Linked DNA regions of Oryza sativa: region 2 is linked to region 1. Evidence: chromatin contacts called from public HiCAR-type data. All regions are on one chromosome and are shown on one strand. The core of a region is the stretch at or near the end of the contact, and the rest is flanking DNA. Distances in the headings are between cores, read along the strand shown.

Region 1 (5,551 bases), core at 3,007-5,506:
TTCCAATATGCAGAAGAGAAGCTCTAAGATGACAAGCATAAGTGCTACTCCTACTTCGGTATTCATACTGTAACAGCAGAGTGGCGACAAGGCTATTTTGACAGCGGAAAAAAAGGAAAATTGTGCAGCATGTGAGAAGCCTAGCAGTAGTTTCATGCCCTCAACAGGAGTATCCTAAGGCTCAGTTCGTTTGTCCGGGTTCCCAACCCCTCGTTCTCGTTTTCCGCACGCACGCTTTTCAAATTGCTAAACGAAACGGTGTGTTTTTTGCAAAAAGTTTCTATACAAAAGTTGTTTAAAAAAATCATATTGTTTCGTTTTTGAAAAAAAAATAGCTAATACTTAATTAATCACGCGCTAATGAACTGCTCTGTTTTCCGTGCCGGAGAGAACCGTTCCCAACCGTGAGTGTCGAACACAGCCTAAGTGTCCCATGTGATCCAGTAGCAGTTGAGTGAAAGGGGTTCACTCGAATCAACAGGCCTCATGGTTCAAGGCTTCACGCTGGCATGCAAATGGCTTGCCAGTGAGACCCCTATCATCATGGATGATCAGTGGACCTTGTCCAGCACATCACATCACAGTGTGCAATGTTACTATTGTTGTTGTGCTACAATGACTGGCAATGCAAATTTTCCATTGCTTCTCTTCCTCACACAATAGCATGAAAGCCTTCAACAAGGGCATGGCAGGTTGATGCAAGGGCACCCCTAAATAGGTGACACAGGACCAGACAGTGATGGCAGCTGCAGCACTAGAAACGATGAAAGTTCCCACAGTTCTATATTTTAGATGTGGGATTGATGCCAATGTAAAAATATAGCTAAAAAAATAAATCTATGGCAAACAAGGCACAAATTCAAAAGATGCAACATTTGGGATTGGAAGAGATGCCATATAGATGACCTAATCTGGAGTGACTCATATTTGATGAATTGTTTGGAAACTATTGCCAGCAATTGTCGAGCTCACACATGCTCTTCTAAGCAATTTGCCACACAAGCAGGCTCATGACTGTGACTCAGAAAATCTATCTGACTTGAATGAAAATGAAAACTACAAAATGACTAGTATAATGTTATACCATTTATTTCTCCAAACTCGTTACGGACACATCTCATTTAAGAGTGTTTTCTAATTTATGAATGACTTAAAAGATTAGGAGTATAATGGGGTTGTCAGGCTCTAAATGCGGGGTTATTTATTGAGGATTAAGGAAAAGTGAGGGTCAGTGATCAGAATTCTATCAGAGAGCATAAAAACTTTTATGTAAAAACAAGCACAAAATGCTACTCCTTCTGTTTCAGAATGTAAGGTGTTCTCGGTTTGTCCTAAGTCAAACTACTTCCAATTTAACCAAGTTTATAGAATACATAGCTTCATTTACAACACCAAATTAATTTCATTAAATGCACCATTGAGTTTTTTTTTATAATATGCTCCCTCCATCCAAAGGAGTTAGACATATTACTTTTGTCACCAAGACCAAGGAGAAATTAACTCATGTTGTATTCTTGTGTAACAAAGATCAAGAAGTGTATGCATGCATGCACCAATGAGTATTAAGATGGCTCCTAGGATTCGATCAAACATTTAATTTATCTCTTTATTTAAATCTTAGATACATGGAGACTACAAATATGACTAACGTATTTAGAAAAACTAAAATATGAAATAAGCCTAACATTTTTGGAAGGAGGGAGTATTTGCTTGGTGTTAAAAATGTTGCTACATTTTTCTATGAACTCTGTCATCAAACATGAAGAAGTTTGACTTAGGACACCTTACATTCTGAAACGGAGGAAGTAGAAAGGTGTATATTCAGGCTTCAAAAGGTAGTTTTGTTATCTGTTTGACAGCCTAACTAAGAACTTAAACTCATGGCTTCTGTGGCACAGCAATTTATGATAGATGGCTTTTCCTGTACCTGGTGAATGGTGATATATAAGAATGCTGAAAGCATGATGCATGTTGCACGCATCAGCAGCAGGACTACTATAATGCCTCAAAGTATGCAAACTTTGATACTGTAACAGTATAACCCATAGACATACAGTGGACAAGATGAGCCTATTTAGAAATTCATCTCAGATAGAGAAGTTACTAATAACAAAACATGCTGATGGTTGAGGTCATAAAGTTTATTACTACACTCATTAAGATCCTATCTCTACTTCCTCCTACTCAAATAGCAACTTTTAGGGGATGGCACAGGTATTGAGGAGAGGGACAGAAATACTTGTTTGCCTTCTCAGGATGGGTGATGTCTAGGGACTATAACAAAGCCAAGAGGAGTAGTATGGATAGTTTAGTGGCAAAAGTTTACCTTTTACATGTCCTAGGTCTGTACATTTGGGACAAAATTTGAACTCTAAAACTTACTACATTTTGGGACGAAGGGAGTATTGATCACTAAGGTAGTTTATTTAGCATCACAAACTTTTTAAAAAATAAATTCATGAAAAAAATCACTCATGCAGGCCTCATTTAAAGATGAAAATTATGTGCTTTGACAGGATAACAGAATGAGAAAAAATTAGCTATGCTTGACATGCCTTTTCTGGTAAATAGAAGGTAGAAATCACACTGACTCACCATAATAGCATCAACCCCACAGCCAATCTTATCTTCAGAAGTGGGGTGGTGAACAAGAACCTTTTCTACTACAGCCTTTTGATCGTCTGGACTTAGAAATGCACCATCTCCATATCTGTTATAACAGAATGTCAGAAAGCAGGTAGATTTGATGACAAGCATACAACAATAAGTCCTTGCAAATCTTTACAATTAGAATGCATCAACTTGTCATTATATGGTGCCAAATTTTAAGCCATACCATATAACTAGATAAGATCTCGCGCATAATTTCAGTGACTTGCATTCTGGTCGATCAAAACTGGCGCAGCAGTGTGAATGTATTAAGGGGTATGCTCATCCATCTAATGGTATGATTTAAGCTGATGTTTGGTATGGATTAAGCAGTACTAGCGTGTATAAATCCATCCTAGGTAATCAGACCAGATTCAGCTGCAGCAAAGGATTAATCTTCAGCAGAGTTTCCTGGTCCTATTAGAAATTCTAGTTGCTCAGACAGAATATTTATATTTTTGAAGAGTTTTATAGAAGTTTGCAGTAATTTTTACAGAAATTTCAAGGGTCTTTTGCTCCACATACATCGGTAACAAGCAGATTATCACAACCTGAACTAGATGAGAGCAGGGAACACAGAATGTAGTTGACTGAAACAGGAGGATGCAGAACAGAGAGCCTGTGCTTGGATGGAGCCATGGTGTCAGTGTCACCCACAAACAAGGTCCAGAAGAGTAGATGCTATGTTCTTGAATAGTTTTTTTTTTGAGTATTTCTTGCTTAAGCCTACTGAAAGTTCTTGACAGCAGCCATTCTAGAATGGAAACTCAAATAGTAGCAAACCAAAGATGCTAACAAATATGAGTCACAAGTCACAAGTGGTTTGTAATTATCTCCTAATTCATTGCTAAGCACTCATACTCGACTGCCTCCTAGGCATCACGCTCATGGGCTCAACGTTCAGCCGGCTGGCAAAGCCTTGTGCACATCCAGCTGCATTGCCGTGACGTGTGTCCAAGGACACTTTTGGATCTCGGCAGCCAACCTAACCCTGAAGAAAATTATTTTCTTAAAGAAATACACGAGATGTTTATGGTATATGATGAGGAGTCCTGTTGGATATTAGTAGTGAGAAATTATTTTTCATGAGGTTTCTGGTTCTCAACAAATGTGTTTACCAAGTGCTGTAGTAAACCTCGCATCCACCATCAATAAACTTAAACTCGCAGCGCTGTACTAAGTTTGTACTACATGTATGTTTCTTGTACTATGTTTTTAGAAAAGCTAAATCCCCAAATGACGCGAAAACCTAGAAATAGAAATCCTAATGTCATTGAGGGTACGTGACGTAGTCTACAAATTACATTACTCGATCGATGTTGTTAATTAATTGCTACGGGTTTCCCATCTATCGGATTGTACGAAATGATACAAGAGAAAAGCAAGAAGAAAGTGACGCACCTGGCGGAGTGGAGGATGTCCTTGACGAGGTCGACGATGGGATCGATTTCGGCGAGGATCTCCGCCTCAGACGGAGCGGGGGAGGAGGAGGAGGGGAGGGCGCAGAGATGGCGGGTGCGGAGGGGTAGGGGAGGGCGGAGGAGGCGCGCGGCGGCTCGGGAGAGGACGGCGGCCAACGCCATGAATTTAGGAGCTGCTTCTGCTTGTGCTTCTGCTCCTGCTTGGTTGGGGTTTTGGTTGGGGGCTCCAGCCGCCGGCCCAACACAAGCATCACCCAAGAGGGTTTTCGTTTGGTTGGGCTGGGCCAATTGGGCTTATGGGCTTGCTTCCTAGGATTTGGGCCCAATTTTAGGCACTTTTCCCTTTCTTTATGCTTCTCTTCTTCTTATCTTTTTATTTCCCCCCTTCGTTTTATCTATACCTATACCTAATAACTACTAATAACTAAAAAATATGTAAGATTTCCGGGATGATATATCCGTCGTTGTCATCATCCGCTACGCAATTTTTTTCCAAGCGAAATGGACTAAAACGTAGGGTTAGGATAGAGCCCAATTCCAAGCTCGATATGAAGCGAATTTGCTCCTATTCATGGGAAAACGGAAAGAGGAGGAGATAAGGATAGAAACCTTTAATTAATTTTGGATTATCTCAAGGATACGGCCGGATTTCACAGAGGAGACAGTTTCTGGCTACGTCGGGCACCCGAGGGAGTCCGAACGGAGGTTAGAGATGACACTGTAGCAATGGATCCACGTGACAATGAGAGGAAGAGCAGGAGGAGGCATCGGTTGCTTGCTGGGCCGAACGTGCGCTTGCGGGCTGAGGCGGAGGAGAGCATAATGGGGGAAAGTGGGCTAGCTTGGGCTGTGGGCTGAGGAAGAAAATTGGCTGAAAATGGCCCAAAAAGAAATGAGCGTTTTGATTTAGATTTTTATTTAAATAAATACTTAAATGGTGTTTGTATTATTAAAATTAACAATTTACATCTAAAAATTCTGAGAAATTTTCAGAGAGTATAATTAATCATAGATAATTTAACAAAAATTAAATCCAACCATACAATTTTATTTCTCACACTTACTTTACTTGTAAATTAATTTAATTCTATACCTACCTACTTAGAAATACCCCAATATTCAATGCATCAGCATTCTAGTACTAATAAAAGATTTAAAACAAAACTATACACTATGCAGACTATGCAGTCTTCAAAATTGAAATCGATGTCTCATTTTGTATGTGTTGGTATAGTATATGCGGAACGTATTTGATTACCTGCATGCATTAAGGACATTCGTGATGTACTGTAAAACGTAATGTACTGTAAAACTAGTTCATGACCAATATAATATTTCATTCAGCCCTCTAGCAATATCGTGGAACTACTCCATAGAAAAAAAATAGCAAAAAAAAAAAGCAAAAGCTATCCATACCACTATGGGTAGACAAGAAGACAATAAAAAATCATAGATCGACTGTGACATTATTCATAAATATT
Region 2 (5,647 bases), core at 1,796-4,295, 150 kb after region 1:
AAAAAATAACATTTTGTAATACACAACCAAGGAACTGTATGTAGCCATGCAAAACAATGAGTTGTATAAGGAGCTTAGAGGTGATGGCGATGGCTAGGAGAGGAATACCTAATTTTTGTTTTGATTTCAATTTGATGACTCTAATTTACTCTTTTCATTAGAAGATGGAATAGATTACATTGAAGTGATGTAATAATGGTTATCAATACTTGAAATGCAGGACATGAGAAGAAATGTGGCCGTTGGATGTATTCAATAGGACAGAACATAGTGTTTTGTGTGTAAATTGGTGAGTGAACTTAGAGAAGAGAGTGAGACTTTTTTATATTAGTATATATATTAAAATAATAAAACTGGGTACACTAAAAATACTTTGTTAATTCGATAGTTGCATTCTGTGTGTAAATTTGTGTGTGGACTAGCTTTGAGAAAGTATATATGTTTTTCGTATTGGTATCGTCTAAGAAAGAAAACGGGTTCCACCAAAACTAATGTGATGCATTATATTGGCAGAAAAAACCAACACCCAAAAGAGAAATATATATTATAGGAATATATAAATTAAGTTGAGCAGAAAAAGTGGGTCGTGTAACATGTAAACCATAGACTACATATAACCTTATGAAATTATGATCCGAGAAATTTCCTGTGTCCACATGTGCCTAGTTGGACAATTGATAAATGCACAAACCTGTGGTCCCCAAGCCACATTCATATGCCAAGTAATGGTTGTGACTAGGTTCATTAAAAATTTTATGTAAAAAAGTGCAAAGTAGCAAGGGGGAAAAAGGTGAAAGAAACAGTGAGGTCAGCAATAGTTAATTAGCCCTTACTGCAAGATCTCACCAACAATTCTGCCCTTGAATAATTTAGCAGCAAAAAGGGAAAAAAGAAGAAGATGTGTAAACAAGAAAATAAAATAAGAATGCAGAGAAAGAAAGAAAATAAATTGCTCTTGAAGCCACATGAGATTGGCTAACTACCATCCATTTGTTGACAAGAAAGAAAGCTCTTTTCACAAACAATATGATAATGGGTTTGTGAGAGGGGCATCACCAGCTTTGCATAAACAATGCATTAAGTCACTGTTAGTGGAGGTAACGAGTTAACATCAGCTCACTAGCCATGTAATTCTGGACCAAATCTTTTTAACCTCCCCATATGTACGCATCCACTGACATCCCCCATATGCCAATAGACAACCGAATTGACACCTTAGCTTCCAAGTTATTGTTTCAGCTGCCCTATGACGTCTGCATGTTAATTGGGGTCTTCTTTGCATTGCATTGAAGCTGGTTACTTCATTTTGGGTCAACAATAGTGGTCCGGATCCAATGTCTATCCCCCATCTTGCAACCAAAATTTTACACATCCCTCATGAATGGCCATGAGTGACCATCTTCAGTCACTCCATGCTTTCCAACTACAGTGGTCACAGCAATTTCTCTTCTTTACTTCAGTTATGTTGTGGGGCGAGGTGAGCGAATGCGTGAAAAAAAAAATTTTCATGCCATAGGACGATTCTCCATTTGACTCAGCTTTTCTGCTAAAGAAATTGTCAACATGCAAAAGATTAATTTAGTATTAAGTATTAAAAATATGAAAAATGATTTTATTTGTTTTTTAAATAAATTTCTATATAACTTTTTTTTTAAAAAAACACCGTTTAAGGTAAACGAGGAAGTTGGAAAAGCCAAACTCAGGCTAGAACGCACCCTCAGTCAATAAAAAGAAAGAACTCATTAATTTGGTCTGTGGATCCATGTTTAATTCTGTGACATTTGACAAGGTAGGCAAACACATGATGACTCGCAATTTTGGAACTACCGAAAGTATACTTGAGTATCAGTACTAGTACTGTATTTCAGTCAGTTGTCGACAACAGATTTTTGGTAAGAGATGTTCAACGGATTTCTTTTTTCCTATTGGAAACACATGTGAGCAATGATCTTGACACGCTGTTGAGAGTATTAATTGTCAGGTAGTGCTAATTGTTTTTACTCCATGTTGTTGTTGTTGTTGCTACACAGTGTGATTATTCTTATACTAGTATAAAATTGACACAATGTGGCACTAGTAATAGTAGTAGCTTGTCTTCTCCTATTAATTTTCCCCTAGTTTTATCTTGTGTTTGTCCATCTTTCTTTCAGTAGCAGTCAGTTCAGTTTCCTGGCTGGCCCTGAACCCAAGAAAATGAACAGTAAGCTAAATAGAAAAAAATAATCAATCCACTCCCAGTGAATGAATCATCAGATGCTGCTGAGCCTAACTCTAACTGTAGTTGTTCTAGCGATTCTAGCACTAGTACACTAGTGCAATTTACCCTTCACTTTCACCTTATCAAGGAAAATACTTAAAAAGCGATGTTAAAGGGAAAAAGAGGAAAAATCTCTGTTAACTACATTGAACAGCCTTGAAATTTTTTGTAAAGCTGCAATAAAGGCTTTGGATGAAAGGAGAGATATTTTAGCAGCGATTTTATCATGCTGCATTTAGTAGCAGCAGATTATTTGTTATTTGAAAACTCAAAATTCCAACCAAGAGATTGATTTGTACTTATCCATAATCTGGTATTAAACCCCACCTTTAATCAGGTGATTAGAATTGCCTTGATGAGCATGGATATTGTCACTGCATTTACCTTCAGACTTTTTTCCCCTTGAAAACTCAAAATCCCAACCAAGAGTTCAATATGTACCTATCCATAATTTGGTAGTAGTAAACCCACTTTTAATCAGGTGATTAGGATTTACCAGGTGCACACATACTGTCGCAGGGACTAGTTAGTTAATGGGAGGTGAAAGAAAGAACATGAGTGAGAGAGAGAGAGAGAGAGAGAGAGAGGGGGGGGGGGGGGAATGCTGCTACTCTAGTAGTAGGAGTAGCTAACAACCAAGAAGATGCCATGTCCTTGTTGCAGGGGCAGTGGTGGTAAGGTAAGAAATGCAGCAGTATAAGCAGTAAGCACTCCACTCACTCACCAAAAGCAGAAAAAGAAAGAAAGAAAGAAAGAAAGAAAAGGGACAAGGAGATTAACTAAGACACACCCCACCTACACACTCTTCTTCCTCCTCTTCCTTCTTCTTCTTCCTCTTCTTCTCCTCCATTTCCATTTCTCCACCCACCACCAAACATCTCCGGATCCTTCGCTCCATCCTCCTCCTAAGAAGAGCCCAAGAAGCCAGCAAGATCCAAAGATCAAGAGCAGCATTTGTAGCTGCAACTGCTGGTGCTGGTGCTGTTGCTGTTAGATCGAGGAGGATTCAACAAGTGTGTTGGTGGTGGTGGAAGTTGTTACAGAATTGCGGGTGAGAGAAGTTTCTTCACCGCACCTCACCAAAATCTCCATCCATCCGTCTGAATCCCAACTCCACCTGCAACTGCAACTGCACGGCGAGATTGCAGTACAACCCAAGAAACCATGATGAAGTGGCAGCATCAGTAGCAGTAGCAGCAGCAGGAGGAGGAGGAGGAAGAGGGCTCCTCTTTAATCCTTGCTTCACTCATCTTCATCAGAATCCTCCTTATTGGCTCCGCCTCGCATTCTGTGCTGCATCGGCTGTTGTATGGTCGGTGGCGAAGATGACGATGGAGCACGGCGAGGATTGCTGCGTCAAGGTGGCCGTCCATGTCCGCCCGCTCATCGGCGACGAGAAGCTTCAGGGCTGTAAGGACTGCGTCTCCGTCGTCTCCGGCAAGCCGCAGGTATTCCTTCTCTTCTCTTTTTATCACTCACTCATTTGGCTTCTTTTTTCTTGTTTATACGTCCCAATTCAGAGAGACTAGATTGACTCTCATCCTGTCAATTGTTTCTGGATTTCTCTTTTATTTTATTTTTTTTGGGGGGGACGTGATTTCCTGGGAAAATCCAAACAATATGATAAGTTCTCTGCATTGTTCTTTTAAGATTACCTGAAATTTTTAATTAAATTCAGAGATTGGAGACATATTTTGTCCAAGTCAAGAAAGAAAAATCTCTGACTCTGTTTTTCTCTGTTGAGTACAAGAACAGAGGAGCTCAGAAGAGGACTTGTTGTTTCCCCCAATTTTGGTCCTCTAATTCAGAAAAAAAAACTTGTCAAAATTCATGGAGAATCTAGCTTGCTTCCTTGTTTTAGCTCCCTATGAAATGATAGAGATGCCCATCTGTTCGCTTTCCCTTTCTCTTAGTTTTGTTTTCTTTTCCTTTTGATCATCATTAAATGAGGCTCTAGAGTCTTCCTTCTCCTTTTTTCTTCTTCAGAATAAAATTGTATATATTTTTTTCACTGTCGGCAGCGCCAAATGTTCCTCATTTTTTGGTGTGAAGTTGCGTCCAATGTTGATGACGCTAATGCTATACCCTTTCTTTTATCTGGGGCTGGAATTCTGTCAGCATCACGCAATTATCACCCAGGTTTTCTTTCTCCAGTTTTGTCCATCCAACACTCATCCTTGTTGGATTCTTCCCTTCCCTTCCTTTTCTTTCTTCCATCAAGATTTATTAAGTCATTTTCTCAGACAAAACGCAGCAAGATTAATTAGGTTCCTTAATTAATCTAATCCTCCATTACACAAACTCGAATGATGAGATCTGGCTTAGGTATCATATTCTTTTGGTAAGATGGTTTGCTCTCCATAAGACTGTTGTTTGTTGATCTTTCTTGGGTTCCCCACCAATTTCATTTCTTTGGGAGATGATGAAAAGTTACTTTCTTTCATTCTCCCAAATCAATCTTTTTACCGGTGGTGGCGGTGGTGATGATGGGGGTGAAAAAAAAGGGCATATCTTTCTTTGTTTTGTTGTTGCTGATGGGTTTTGTTGTTGCAGGTTCAGATCGGGAGCCATTCCTTCACCTTCGACCATGTGTACGGCAGCTCCGGCACGCCGTCGGCGGCCATGTTCGAGGAGTGCGTGGCGCCGCTCGTCGACGGCCTCTTCCAGGGCTACAACGCCACCGTGCTCGCATACGGCCAGGTCCGCCATTGCCATTGCCATCCAATCATATGCTTCCATCTCCATCCCCATGTGCCACCATGGACCACCATGTTGGGGAAGATGCAAAAGCCAGCACCACATCATGTGCTCCTGCTCCTGCTCCTCCTGCTGCTGCCTGCTAATCCCCTTTTCTTTTCTTTTCCTTTTCTTTTCACACTTGCTTATTAGTTGCTTTTCTTCTCCAGCTGTTTCTGCCTCATGATGCTAGATCATTTTCTTGTTTTTTCACATCCTCTGTGAACAAAAAAAGGAAAAGAAGAGAAGAGATTGGAAAAATGCTGATTGATTTGGTGGTTGTTTCATCTCTTCCTTTTTACAGACTGGGTCAGGGAAGACCTACACCATGGGGACGGCCTGCAAGGAGGGCTCACACATTGGGATTATCCCGCGTGCCATGGCCACGCTGTTCGACAAGATCGACAAGCTCAAGAACCAAGTAGAGTTCCAGCTGCGCGTTTCGTTTATTGAGGTAAATTACCTGTTCCTGGATGAATCAAACATTTGTGGGATTGTAGAGAATCCAATTGTGCTCGTTCTCTTGATAGATTCTGAAAGAAGAGGTGAGGGATTTGCTTGATCCTGCTACTGCTGCTGTTGGCAAACTTGAGAATGGAAATGGACATGCAACCAAGTTGTCGGTTCCAGGTAAACCCCCTGTTCAGATCCGGG

Evidence for each region. HiCAR-type assays count read pairs that join an accessible place to other places.
Region 2: a contact with region 1 is called in a HiCAR-type map of leaf, with 2.9 times the contacts expected there. The contact joins the promoter of KIN4A here to the promoter of LOC4346400 in region 1. A contact is called at or near these places in 2 of 15 Hi-C or Micro-C datasets (leaf and panicle) and 1 of 4 datasets of contacts at active chromatin or transcription factors (leaf).

The regions. Positions count from the first base shown.
Region 1 is chr9:5,027,973-5,033,523 of ASM3414082v1, forward strand. It overlaps LOC4346400 (protein DCL homolog, chloroplastic), which reads right to left and starts at 4,257. Exons shown (of 3, transcript XM_015755402.3): 1 at 4,051-4,257; 2 at 2,596-2,710. The coding sequence starts at 4,232.
Region 2 is chr9:5,174,995-5,180,641 of ASM3414082v1, forward strand. KIN4A (kinesin-like protein KIN-4A) reads left to right here and starts at 3,046. Exons shown (of 25, transcript NR_175402.1): 1 at 3,046-3,705; 2 at 4,811-4,957; 3 at 5,298-5,447; 4 at 5,524-5,647.